Linked DNA regions of Gossypium arboreum: region 2 is linked to region 1. Evidence: chromatin contacts called from public Hi-C data. All regions are on one chromosome and are shown on one strand. Each heading gives the region's core, a stretch centred on a gene start, on an enhancer-like site or on the middle of the called end of the contact. The rest is flanking DNA. Distances are from core to core; before and after follow the strand shown.

Region 1 (5,997 bases), core at 1,558-4,057:
CTAGGTGCTTGTCTTAACAATACTGGATAAAGTTATGCCGTATATGCATAAATAGCATATGTCACTAGGTTGATGCAAGCTGCTGCCTTCCTCGTGTAAATAGATTATGGGCTTTTCTATGTGACACCTATAAGATTCACTTTTGCCTTTCCAAACTGCAGTGATCAATCTGCACAGACTCAAAATTGTAATGGTTTTATGTAGATGACATGTTTTTGGTACTGATTAATGTAGGCAACGACTTCAATCATCATTCCAAGTGAAGTTTGAACAAAAACTATCAGAAAATTGGGAGTTAATATCATTTGAGGCAATCTTTCTCTATAAACAAGGATCATGGTTATCATAACCTTCTTTAATATGCAGTTTTCTTTATTACTTCATAATTTATTTCTGCAGTTGAGAAGATATTTGATGAGCTAACGCAAATGAAAGCCATATTTGACAGAGTGATTACGCAAAGAAACACCGTTGCTGCCAAATACATCTCTTTGAAATGAAATACTCATAGAGGGAATGATTTCAATGCTTTGAACGGTACAAAAATCAGATTCCTAATGTAACTGTCATTGATACTCCATGCATTTTGAAAGGTGGCTTCATAAGAGATGAAGACTTCACCAGAAAGTTGGAATCAAGAATATGGTTGTACACAACATAGATGAGAAACTTTTTCTTCTTTATTTTTTTAGTGTAGGAAGCATCAAATAGTTGATTGCTCATCATCTTCTCGCTAATGGAGCCATAAGAGAAATTCAATTGGATTTTAGGGTCAGCAAATTGAATGTTAATAAATGTACAGATGAAGAAACTGGATTGAGGTTCTCCTTTCATTTTTATGTCCCTCTTCCTTATCTAATTTCAACTCTCTGTTGTTGGTTGTTTTAACTCCGTTTCTATGCACTCTTTTTCTTTTTTTTTTCAGCCATTAAAAGAAAATGGCAGGAGCTTTAGGAACATAAAGGAACAAAATTTTGGTACCTACTGAAGATCAAAACAAAGATGAAATATGTTTAAGAAGATAATAGAAAAGAAGAGATTGATTTAATGGATTTTCTTATACATTCTTCTTGGGAATTAAGATTCTAATTAGAACTTTTATGGTCAGTTGTCATAATTTCCATGAAACATTGCTTTATGGAGTTTAGTCATTTTTCTTGCAAGATTCATGTTCTAACACTTATGTTGAACCATGTATTTGAAGAGTTTATCCCATGCACGAGTCTGTACATATTAATATATATATATATATATATATATATATATATATGACATGAGTATTTTAATAAAATTAAGGGTTTTATATATATTGGTTTCTAGTATTAATTTCTATAATTATTAAATCCTTGTTTTTATTATTTTATAACACAATTAGAAATAATTTATTTGATTTTGGTTATTTTCAATTTATGACGGTTAATATTCTAGCTTAATAATTGAGTATTATTATATATTTAATTTGATTTATTTATTTATAAATAAATCATTGCAATATAAGTAAAAACAATTTAAAATATAAATTTATTAATATATGTAAAAACAACTTTTTCTGAAAATATTTTAAACAGACTCATCCAAACACCAGAAAAGTAAATCATTTTCTAGAAATCATTTTTCGGAAAACATTTTACTGGCAAACAAACGGAGCCTAAATTAAATTGTTTTCACAATTTTACAGGAATTGAATTAGATTTTGCTTAAATTTTGAAGGAGTTAGACTTTATTTAAATTGGTCCACTGAATTTAAATTAACTCTAACTCAAATTCATTTAAAAAATAGAAAATTAGAAAACTTTATTTATAAATAAAGGCTTAAAGGTATAAAAAGCCTTTTAAACTTTTAAAAAAAATTAATTCTTTTTTTTTCATTCAATTGAGCACTTGAACTTTCAAAATGCATAAAAAAAAGCTCTCAAACTTCTTCCAAAAAAGCAATTAAACCCCCTCTTTTTTTCACTCAATTGGGTATTTAAACTTTCAAAATACATCAAAAAGACTCTCAAAATCTTTCAAAAAGTAATTAAATACATGCTCTTATTAAAATTAGAAAAAAAAGTATAAACAACAATAAATTTTAAAAATTTTATTAAATTTTAATAAAAATCATAAAAATTAACAACCCTAGTATTTCTCAATTAAAGACATCACATGTTGCAACACAACGCTACATGCGGTAAAAATGATAAAAATAAAATTAATAAAAGTTATAGAAAAATTATAAAATTCATCTTTGGGTACAATAATTTTTATAAATTTTTTACAAAATTTATATTTCTTTACATTTTATATAATTTTCTTACGACTTTATAAAATTTTATAATTTTTAAATTTCTATATTTTTTCTAATTTTAATAAAAGCAATTGCTTAATTGTTTTTTTTAAAAAGCTTGAAGGTCTTTTGATGCATTTTGAAAGTTCAAATACCTAATTGAATGCAAAAAAATTAGAGGCTTAATTACTTTTTTTGAAAAGATTTGAAGACTTTTTAATGTATTTTAAAATTTTAAGTACTAAAATGAGTAAAATAAACAGGAACTTCGTTACCTTTTTAAAAAATTTTAAGATTTTTTTGCACCCTTAAACAATAAAAAAATCATTTTTATTTTTATAATTTATGTTTTCATTTTTAAACACAAAAACATTTTAGGTTTTGGGATTTGTTTTAAAAAATCAATAAAGTCTAAGTTAAAATCAAGTCAAGTTGAAGGTCCAAATTTGGGTCCATGGCTAAGTTGAGTTTAAGTGGAAGTCCAAGCGTAGGTCAAGCTTGATTGGTCCAAAGCCCTAGAGACCCATCTTTTATGAGAGTTCAGGTTAGGGTTTTGAAGCCCTAGAAGCTTGTCCCGCACATGCCAGATGAGAAGGTCAAAGCTTTTGAATAAAACAAAGAAAAAGGAAATGTTTTGATTTTTTTTATTCAAGAGATACTGATTTGAAAGGAAAAAAAAATCGGTTTTAAGAGAAAGAAGAAGAGATTTTGAATAAAAAGAAAAAAATGAAAGGTATTTTTTTGTAATAGCCACCGTGCACCGCCGCTGAAAATTAGAGAACGTTGGGTTCTCACTGTCGGAGAAAGAAGAAGAAGTTAGATTCTAATTACATTCTAATTACATTCTAATTACATTCTTAGTCTATGCATGTTTTAATTTCATTCGAATTTTGAAATTCTTAAAAAGTTATGATGGAAGTCACTTTTGGGACCAAATTATAAACTTTTAAAAGTACAAGAACATAAAGTGAAAATTCCCTAGTAATGAAGAGCTGAGTTAAATAGCAGTAATAAAGTGTCATGGGATCAGAAAAGTGAGTAAGCTCGAAGAAAAGGGAGTTTTGAACTAAATTTTAAGGAGTAAATCATAAAATTTTCATTTTTCTCGAGAAAGATTTTAAATGCAAATTTATGCACGAATTAACAAATAGTAATTATAAGTACAACTATGGGGATTTTGGAGGTATTAGGTGTCATGAATGGAGTAAAAAAGGAAGTTAAAATACATTTTAATCATTTTATTTAAAAGTTATATTAAAATTATGTTTGGAAATATTAAATTACTAGGAATAATTTGAAGTCATTAGATTAGATTCTTATACGGTGGTTAAAAGTGAATCATACATTTAATTTTAATGAGACTTTGACCTTAACTTACACCAAGCGTAAGGGGTTTTAAAAGAAAAGAAAAGAGAAATGTGAGAACCCCATTATAGGAGAAAAAGAGACTTTTCTCAATTGTTCTTCCTTTCAATCCAAAATTTTAACCGAAGTTTGACCTATACCTTTTACTTTCCCACCAAAAACAAGTAGAAAATCTTCATCCACCAAAGTCAAGCTAATATAATCCTTAAGTACTTACTAAACTCTCCAAGCATATTGAATTAATTATTTAAACACATAAATAAAATCTTTCTAAGAGGATTGAGTTTGCAACTTGGACGCATCACATCACCACTCAATGACTAAAGAAGGTTTAACCTATGGCAATGTTCCATGATGTGTCATTGGAATGGCAAGTTCATAAGGGCTTGAACCTATTAGAGATTTGTACAAAGTGTTTATAATTTAATGTGAAGGATTTATTTAAATTTATTATTTGTAATGGCTCTCAATTACTTTGAGTTCATTTTTGGAATGAATGTGAATCTTATATGTCATTTGAATGTGGTTTGAAATGTTTTTCAGCTTAATGATACATTTTGATGTTTCAATTTAGTTTAAAGTGCTTTGAGTTGCTCTGCTACAATGTTGCAACCTCATCCCTTGCAACATCACAACATTGAGCATATAGAGAGCAATGTTACAACATCATCCCTCTCAATGTTGCAACATTGGGAATGCAAAGAGTGATGTCACAACATCATGTAATACAACGTTGCAATATTATATAATGCCACAAGATCATGCACCACATTATCCCATATTGCATTGTTTTGACTTGTTTTGACTTTTGGTGGGTTAGAATTGACCCCAAACACCTCCAATTACCCTCAAAATGTTTCTAAATGATTTTAAAATGGTTCGTAAGCTTCAAACTAATTTTATCTAAATTTTATGATTTTATTAAATTGTCTTCAATTTTGATTTCATAAATGGTTTTGAGACTTTCACTGTGAAATGTACTTGAGACTAATTGTCCCCATTAGTATTTGATGGCTTAAAAACGATTTCAATTTATCTCTAAATCTTCTAAATGTGGTTAGTTTCTTTTAAAGAACAAGAATATGTCATGAAAAGGGCCATTTTCATAATAGTTTAATTTCGTATAAGCTTGAAAATGTCATTGTAGCATCTCAAATCCATACCGGTCATTGGGATGAGTGAAGGGTGTTACAAAAATATGTGCACAATTTAAGATCAAGAACTATAATTCAGCACCATGCCATCCAAAGATGAACGGAGCAATTGAAGTAACCAACAAGAACATTAAGAGAATTGTTGAGAAGATGGCTAAAACCTATAAAGATTGGCGCAAGAAATTACCTTTCACATTTTATGAATATCATACCTCTATGCAAACTTCTATAGGAGCAGAACCATTTTCCTTGGCATATGGAATGGAAAGCAATGCTATTGATTAATCTAAAGATTTTTAGTAGGTTTTGATGACTCTGAAATAGGAAGAATTCGAATGGATCCAAAAAAAGGTATGAACAATTGAATCATAGAGGAAAAGAGGTTGAAAGCGATATGTCATAGAAAAATATATTAGAAACGAAAGATAAAGGCTCATGACAAGAGAGTTCACCCGAGGGAATACCATAAAGGAGAGTTGATGTTGAAGAAATCCTTCCTATACGAAAGACTTTAGAGGAAACTAGATGTTAAATTGGGAAGGGTAATATGCGATGAAAAAGACTTTTTCTAGAGGAGCATTGATTTTGATAAAGATGGATGGGAAAGAATAGCCTAATCCTATGAATTTTGATGTTGTGAAGAAGTACTATGCGTAAAACAAAAAACAAAAAGAAAAAAGTTCGAGGTGAAAACCTAAAAGGGTGCTTCAAAAAAAAAAACAATATATATATATATATAAGAAACGAAAAAAAAGAAGAAGAAGGTTTTTAGATGAAAACTCAAAAAGGACGGCTTGAAACCAATAGTGGATTTGAGTTGAAAATCCAAATAGTGTAGCTAGAATGTGCCATTATGATTCCCAAGGGTGGATTCAAGATGAAAACCTATGCGTGCATTGTCATCATTAAAGCATGAAAACATTTAGGATAAGTACATTCACATCATAACAAACATGAAATTCATTATGAATAGGTTATTCTTGAAAGAGATTTTAGCAGGAGTACTTTGCCTTTAACCGGTTGAAACTCTAAACTATTTTCTCAAGATTGTTTTCAAAACTCAAGTTCATTATGTTTTCTCAACTTTCAATACAACAAACAAAAAAAAAAGAAAGAAGTTCAAGGAGAAAACTTGAAAGAGCGCTTTAGAACAACAAAAACAATATAAAAGAAAAAGAGAGAGAAGACAAAGGGGTTTCAAGATGAAAA
Region 2 (6,364 bases), core at 3,621-6,120, 78 kb before region 1:
TGTCACAGCAAAAAGATAGAATAAAGAGATGAAAGGAATTGGTTAAGAATGAAGGGAAGGGATGATGATGATGATGATGAAGAAGATGTACAAACATTTGAGTGACGTGGCATATAGTGTTGTTTGCATCAGAACAGTCGCATGCAATACTGCTTTCAACAAGATCAGAAGTGGTATAATTCCATGAAGTTTCACTGCAAAAGGTTGGGCTGATTCTTGAAGCATTTGGATGTTGCATCTTTGAAAATACCGTTTGAAGAGTTTCCACTGTTGCAGAAATTAATTTAATATAATTAGTCAGTTAATCAGTTATTTAGCATTACTGAAAAATTTTTATTTAATAAATCTATATAAAAATAAATATATATTTTTATTTTTATTTGATATTATTATCTTTCTTCCTATTAATTACATATTGTTTATAAATTATTACAGTTAATTTATTGAATATTAAGAAAATAAAAATAAAAATTGAATAGTAAAAGCTTATTTTACAATATATCATTTTACTGAAATGATTTAATAATAGGAATTTTTATTATTTCTATATTTGAATTATCAAAATAATTTATATATTTTAATAGGATTTATTAGTTCTTTTAAATAATAATTACATGGAGTAAAATTATATTGTATGTTAAAAATAGTACAAATATTTTAATTATGATCTGGATCTTTTAATATTATTAAAAAATTATCATTCTACAAAATATAGATCTTTTAATATGGTATTTGATATTTTCTTTTTATTATATTTAAATTTTTAAATAAGTTAATATATTTTAATTATATTTAACAATTCAAATAATAAATTAAAAATTAATTAAAATAATAAAAATATTTTATCATGTGCCATTAAATATTAATATAAATAAAGATAATAATATAACTTTTGGCCCCTGAACTTAACAAACTAGGTTCACTTTGGTATTTTCATTTACTTTTGGTACTTGAACTTAAAAACTAAATTCATTTTGGTCATTTAACTTGAAAAATATAAAAGTTTGATCACATGACACTTTAAGATCTTAAAATTATATAAATTTTCAAGTGATGATATAATACAATCTTAAATTGTTTGTCATATACATTGTTCTATTAATTGAACCAATGGTTGAACCGATCAGACGATTGATTCTCGAACCAATCGTTTAGGTCAATTTAATTAAAAAATCATAAAAATTAAATAAAAATAATTTTTTTCATTAGATTAGTTCAAACTGTTCAAATACTAATTTTTATTCGAGTTTTCAATTTTTATCGATTTCAAGCAGTTTTCAATTCAATCTTTTTATTTGGGCATACTAATAAATTCTCGATCTAATTAGTCTAACCTATCATTTTAATCATGTTCGGAAGCAAAATAAATCTAATTATTAAATTTATATATCTAAATAAATAAATAAATATAAATACCGAAAATTATATTATCCCATAAATAAAAAAAAAACCTCCCATCAATATACCGGAATTTGTCCATTGGCTCTGTAAAAACATTTGACGTGTGAAATAAATGAGATTGTAATAACCTTGAAAAGTACTACCTAAGCCTAATGATTGATGGCTCACCTCATTTGACCCTCCAAAATAATTCTAATTTGACCCTATTTGCACTATTAGTCACTCTGGGATTTTGATTTTTCTCATTTTAGTGTCAAAATTGTTTACGTATTTAAAGTTAAAATATGCTATTAGTCCCTATTCTTATCTAAAATTTGAATTTTAGTCTCTTTATTCCTCTTATTTTTAAAATTTAAAACCTTTAGTAAAATCATTATTATTGTTTTTAATTTCTATCAAAATTTATCAACTTAACATGTTTATTTTTTGCCAATCATAAGTAACATCATATGAGAGCATTCTAATCAGCATGCCAAGTTGACACATTTTTACAGAAAATACTAACAATGATTGAGATTTATAAAATTAGAAAAGTAAGAGGACTTAATTTTTAACTTTTTAAATATAGGGATTAAATTTTAAAATAAAGGGACTAACAGCATATTTTAACCTGGAATATCAAAATCTGACTCCACCTTTACCGCTTAACAAAAAGAAAAATCAAAGTATTCTACGATCTCATCTAATTTAAGAAGTCAAAATATTTTTAAATATTAATTAAGGATATATTATGATTATTAAAATGCAGCATGAAAACAGATAAATATATACTGGCAAAAGAAGGGTTAAGGTAATTTGGGAAGTCCCTATATAGGAATTGTATCAAATTAGTCCTTTTATCATTAAATGAATCGATTTAATCCTTATACTATTAAAAAAAATAAGCCCAAATCTTAACATTTACTGTATAAAAGATTTCATTTACAAAACTATAAAACTTCAAATATATTAATTTTATTAAATTGTATGACATTTTTATTTAGTAAATGCTAACTCCATTCCAATTTAGTTCTATTTTATTCTTTTTAATAGTACAAGGATTAACGAAATCTATTTAATAATAGAGGTACTAATTTGATCAAATCCTTATAATAGAGAGACCTTTCGAGTACATTCACCACAAAAAAGTTAATAGTCCCATCAAACAATAATTTATAGTTTAAGCATATGAAACATTATAGTATAATAATTAGCCCATCATATGTAATTTAACCATTGACTGAAACCATCCTATGGCTCTGACTTTCTTAAACTAAGTGTTCAATATTCACATAAACTACTTGCATCCAAATTGTAGAAATAATGGAAGGCAAATAGGGAAAATATCCAAATTGTAGGCCAATTTACTATATCAATTTGTACAAACAATGGAAGGCAAATAGGGATAATGTCCAAATTGTAGGCCAAGGATTGGGACCATTTTACTACATCAAGCAATCAAAGTTGAATTAAAAAAGTTATAATTATTTTTTTGGCCCTTCAACTTTATAAAAATAAGTTATTTTAGTTTTTTATTTAATTTATCGTCTTTGTTAGTCTTTAAACTTGTATTGTTTATCAAATTACCCTAAAATGAATGAAAATTGACGTTTGTTAACTTTGTTGCACGTTAACAATTAATTGATTTTAAGAATTAAAAAATATTTTTATATTTTTATGGTTTTAATAATTTTAATTTTAAAATTTTAAAAATTAATTAATTATGGATGTATGCCATATCAGTAAAAATTAACGTAAAAATTAACATAACTTTTCCATATATTTTTGGGTGATTTTTTTTTGTAAAATTAGAGGACTAAAAAGTATTAATGCAAATTAAAAAAATAAGAATATCTATGGATTTGAAACAGAAATTCCTTTTCTAAATTGATAATTATAAAATTTTTGAGGAAATGAAAGCAACATATTCAAAAGCTTTAAAAATAGATTTTTAAAAAAATCTAAAACCAGTTGATTTGGTCCAAGAAAATAGGCAATCCAAATGATAAATAATTAAAAATAATAATTATAGTTATCATTTGTTTGTTTGCTGAGAAAATATTTCTTTCAATCAAAAACTGGTAGAAACAACAAGATAAAGTAAATGCTGGATAAAGGATATAACATTGTCTTTAAACATTTATTTATTTTCCCAGCAACCAAACAGAGAAGTAGCAAGAGAAAACAAAAACAAAGTCGCACAATGAACTCCTTTGAAATATTCCAATAGTTTCTTCTATTCATGTATCCCATATTTTCTCATCAACCAAACAATACTTAAGATGAATTATAATTGTTTCTTTCACTAGAATTTTCCTAGCAACCAAACAGAGTTATGTAACCATGTATCATCTATGAACAAACAAACTAAACCATCACTATCCAAAAAAATACAAAGCTTTGCATCGTAGTGTGACATTTTTATTAAAGATTTGTGCTACAAATTCAGTAAAACTTCAAATTTTGCAGCAAAAATTGTTAAGTTATATCCAGAACAATAGCATTCTTTTTTAAAACAAAACGACAAATTTGGAACCCCAGAAACTTGAAACTTAAAGAGAAGAATGAAGGTATATTTTCTTCACATGCTCTGTTTTTTTCCTTTGAAATCTTAGGAACCAAACAGAGTAATACTAACTTAAACACTCACTTCAAAAAGAGAAAAAAAAACAACAACAACAAAAGCAAAAAAACAAAATAAAGAATAAATTATAGAGAGAGTATGCATACCTTCACTATCAGGCAAAACTTGAGCATTTGACCCAAACTCCGTGAAGCAATTCAAAGCCAAAAAACCCAGAAAAAGAACAGAGACCATCTTAAATAGGGAGAAAACAAACCCCATTTTTCTCTTCTTCCACACCCCAAATTTTCTCTTCTTCTAAAAACCAAAAGAAAAAAACTCAAATGTATCTTTGATTTTGTTTGAACAGTGTTGATTTCTTTCTGAGGAATCGAAGTGGAGTAGTTGTTATGGTTATAAAGTTATGATATAATAGACGTCGTTTTTATTGACAGAATAGCAAACGTAAGGAAAGGAATTAATGTGTGATTTTTTTGTGTGAAGATTTTTGTCTTTGGTTTCTGGTTTTTCTTTTTTAATGTAAAAGAAAAGAAAATGACGCAGGAATGAGTGAGAAATATATGAGTTGAGGAATCAAATGGAGACAGGGGAGGAGCCGCCGTTTAAGGCTTTCTACAGCAGCGGGCGCTGCCACACGCTTTGACTTTGGTGGCGGTTGCCGGCATTTAGTACTTAGAAGAGTCAAAATCAATATTATACAGTACCTACAATATCTATATATAAACCGGGCTTCTTTTTCCCGAAATAATTATTATTCCAAAAAAATTATGTAAATAATATAAAGTGTGCATAAAAATCCCAAATGGAGAGGACGACTGTTGATTTGGGGTTGAAGCAGTGACAGTGATTATGTCCTAAACAGATAAGGAATCTTCGAAACCCCAAATCGGTAATCAATATTGGGGTTCTCAGGTGTAGTAAACAATCTTTGCTGGTAAATCCACAGCTAACATGTTGATTTAGGGTGAGTTTTAATAGGCGGTACATTTACCTGTGGTTAGTGTAAAAACAGCAGTGGCAGTGAGATTAGATACTGTAGCGATACTGTAGCGTGAGACAAAAAGTAAGCTAAACACACCGCACCGCACCGCACCGCTCCTCCAAACCTACCCTTAGGCTTTCGAGGTAATCTTCTACCGTTTGACATGAATTGAGGTCCAAAATCTCAAACCTATCGTAGATAGAAATATTTAAAAATCTCCAACTTTTTAGGAAGCCAATTCTTGTTAAGCTTCCAAGTGGGAAAAAAAAACAGTTAATCAAGAGAAGAAGAAAAAAACAATGAGTTAATAAAGTTGGCAAATTTCTTAAAAGATAATTCTACTTAGAGAAGATAAGTTAAAGTTTCCAAGTATCGAAAACCGACCAACAAATATTTGGTAATAATAAAATTTTAGTAATAGATTTAATTTTTTTTCCAACAAAAAGAAAATTATTTACCTAAAATATATGATATATGTCTTGGAAACAAAAGTCATGGTAGGTGTCGTCTCCCCTACTACGACCAATCATCAATGGGTATACTCCCCACATGATAAGTGAAAAAGTATGCATCCTCGGTTGTTATCGTTCCAACAACGCAACAATTAACTCTGGGCAAATTGTGCAGGGCCTCATGTTTAAGACATTTTCGAATCCAACAACATCCAAATATTCATGAATTTGGTCATGTCCCAATTATGGGGATACCAACAACTAACTGCCAATTTATTTAGTCAATAATTCAATGCAAATTATAAATTTGTTTTTAAAATCTTATAACTATTAAATTAAATTTATCCGAATTTTCCATATCATCAAACACGTGAGGCAATCATATCAATGCCATAACCTAAACTTTAGAAATAAATGTTTCAAACCCTAAACACACACTTATATCATAATACCGAATTCAATAAAAAAATACTACATACAATAATTACATAAATATTTAGAAATCAAAATTACTTAAATTTACAAATTTTCTATATCACAATTATTTACTTAACATGAAACCTAAACTAATATTTCCATAATTTTAAAAAAATGAAAATTTATATGCTAATAAAATTTGTTTGTAGAATATTATCTCATGTTTACTACATGTACATATAACAATATTTATTTCAATCAAACAAATAATAACATAATTTCTACATTATTCACTAATTATTATAATACTTATAATAACCGCATTTATTAATAACATGCAATTTATTTTTCAAATAACAATAAACATATAATTTAATAAAAATAAATTATATTAGTTGGAGAAGCACTTATCTTATCGATTCAATTTATTTCAAACCAAATATGTCAACTACTAAATTATATTTAAAATAATTATAATTATAAAAATCATTTATTTTGGATTGTAAAAGGAAAAATGATTTTTATGTGGTTTTAGGGTTTTAAAAGTGA

Evidence for each region. Hi-C and Micro-C count contacts between places; a contact is called where the count stands out from the background.
Region 2: a contact with region 1 is called in a Hi-C map of leaf, with 1.9 times the contacts expected there. The contact joins the promoter of LOC108480194 here to the enhancer-like site in region 1. A contact is called at or near these places in 2 of 5 Hi-C or Micro-C datasets (both in leaf).

Annotation. Positions count from the first base shown.
Region 1 is chr5:81,057,896-81,063,892 of ASM2569848v2, reverse strand. LOC128293284 (a long non-coding RNA gene) reads left to right here. Exons shown (of 3, transcript XR_008283456.1): 3 at 400-888. Among protein-coding and RNA genes, the nearest start is that of LOC128293284, 4.5 kb to the left of the region's middle. Within about 2 kb of position 2,807, at least 1 of the 2 cell types and tissues checked has an H3K27ac peak or open chromatin away from gene starts, as enhancers often do. A contact at or near this core is called in leaf, where this site is marked.
Region 2 is chr5:81,137,490-81,143,853 of ASM2569848v2, reverse strand. LOC108480194 (probable LRR receptor-like serine/threonine-protein kinase At1g53440) reads right to left here and starts at 4,870. Exons shown (of 24, transcript XM_017783098.2): 1 at 4,111-4,870; 2 at 96-267. The coding sequence starts at 4,225.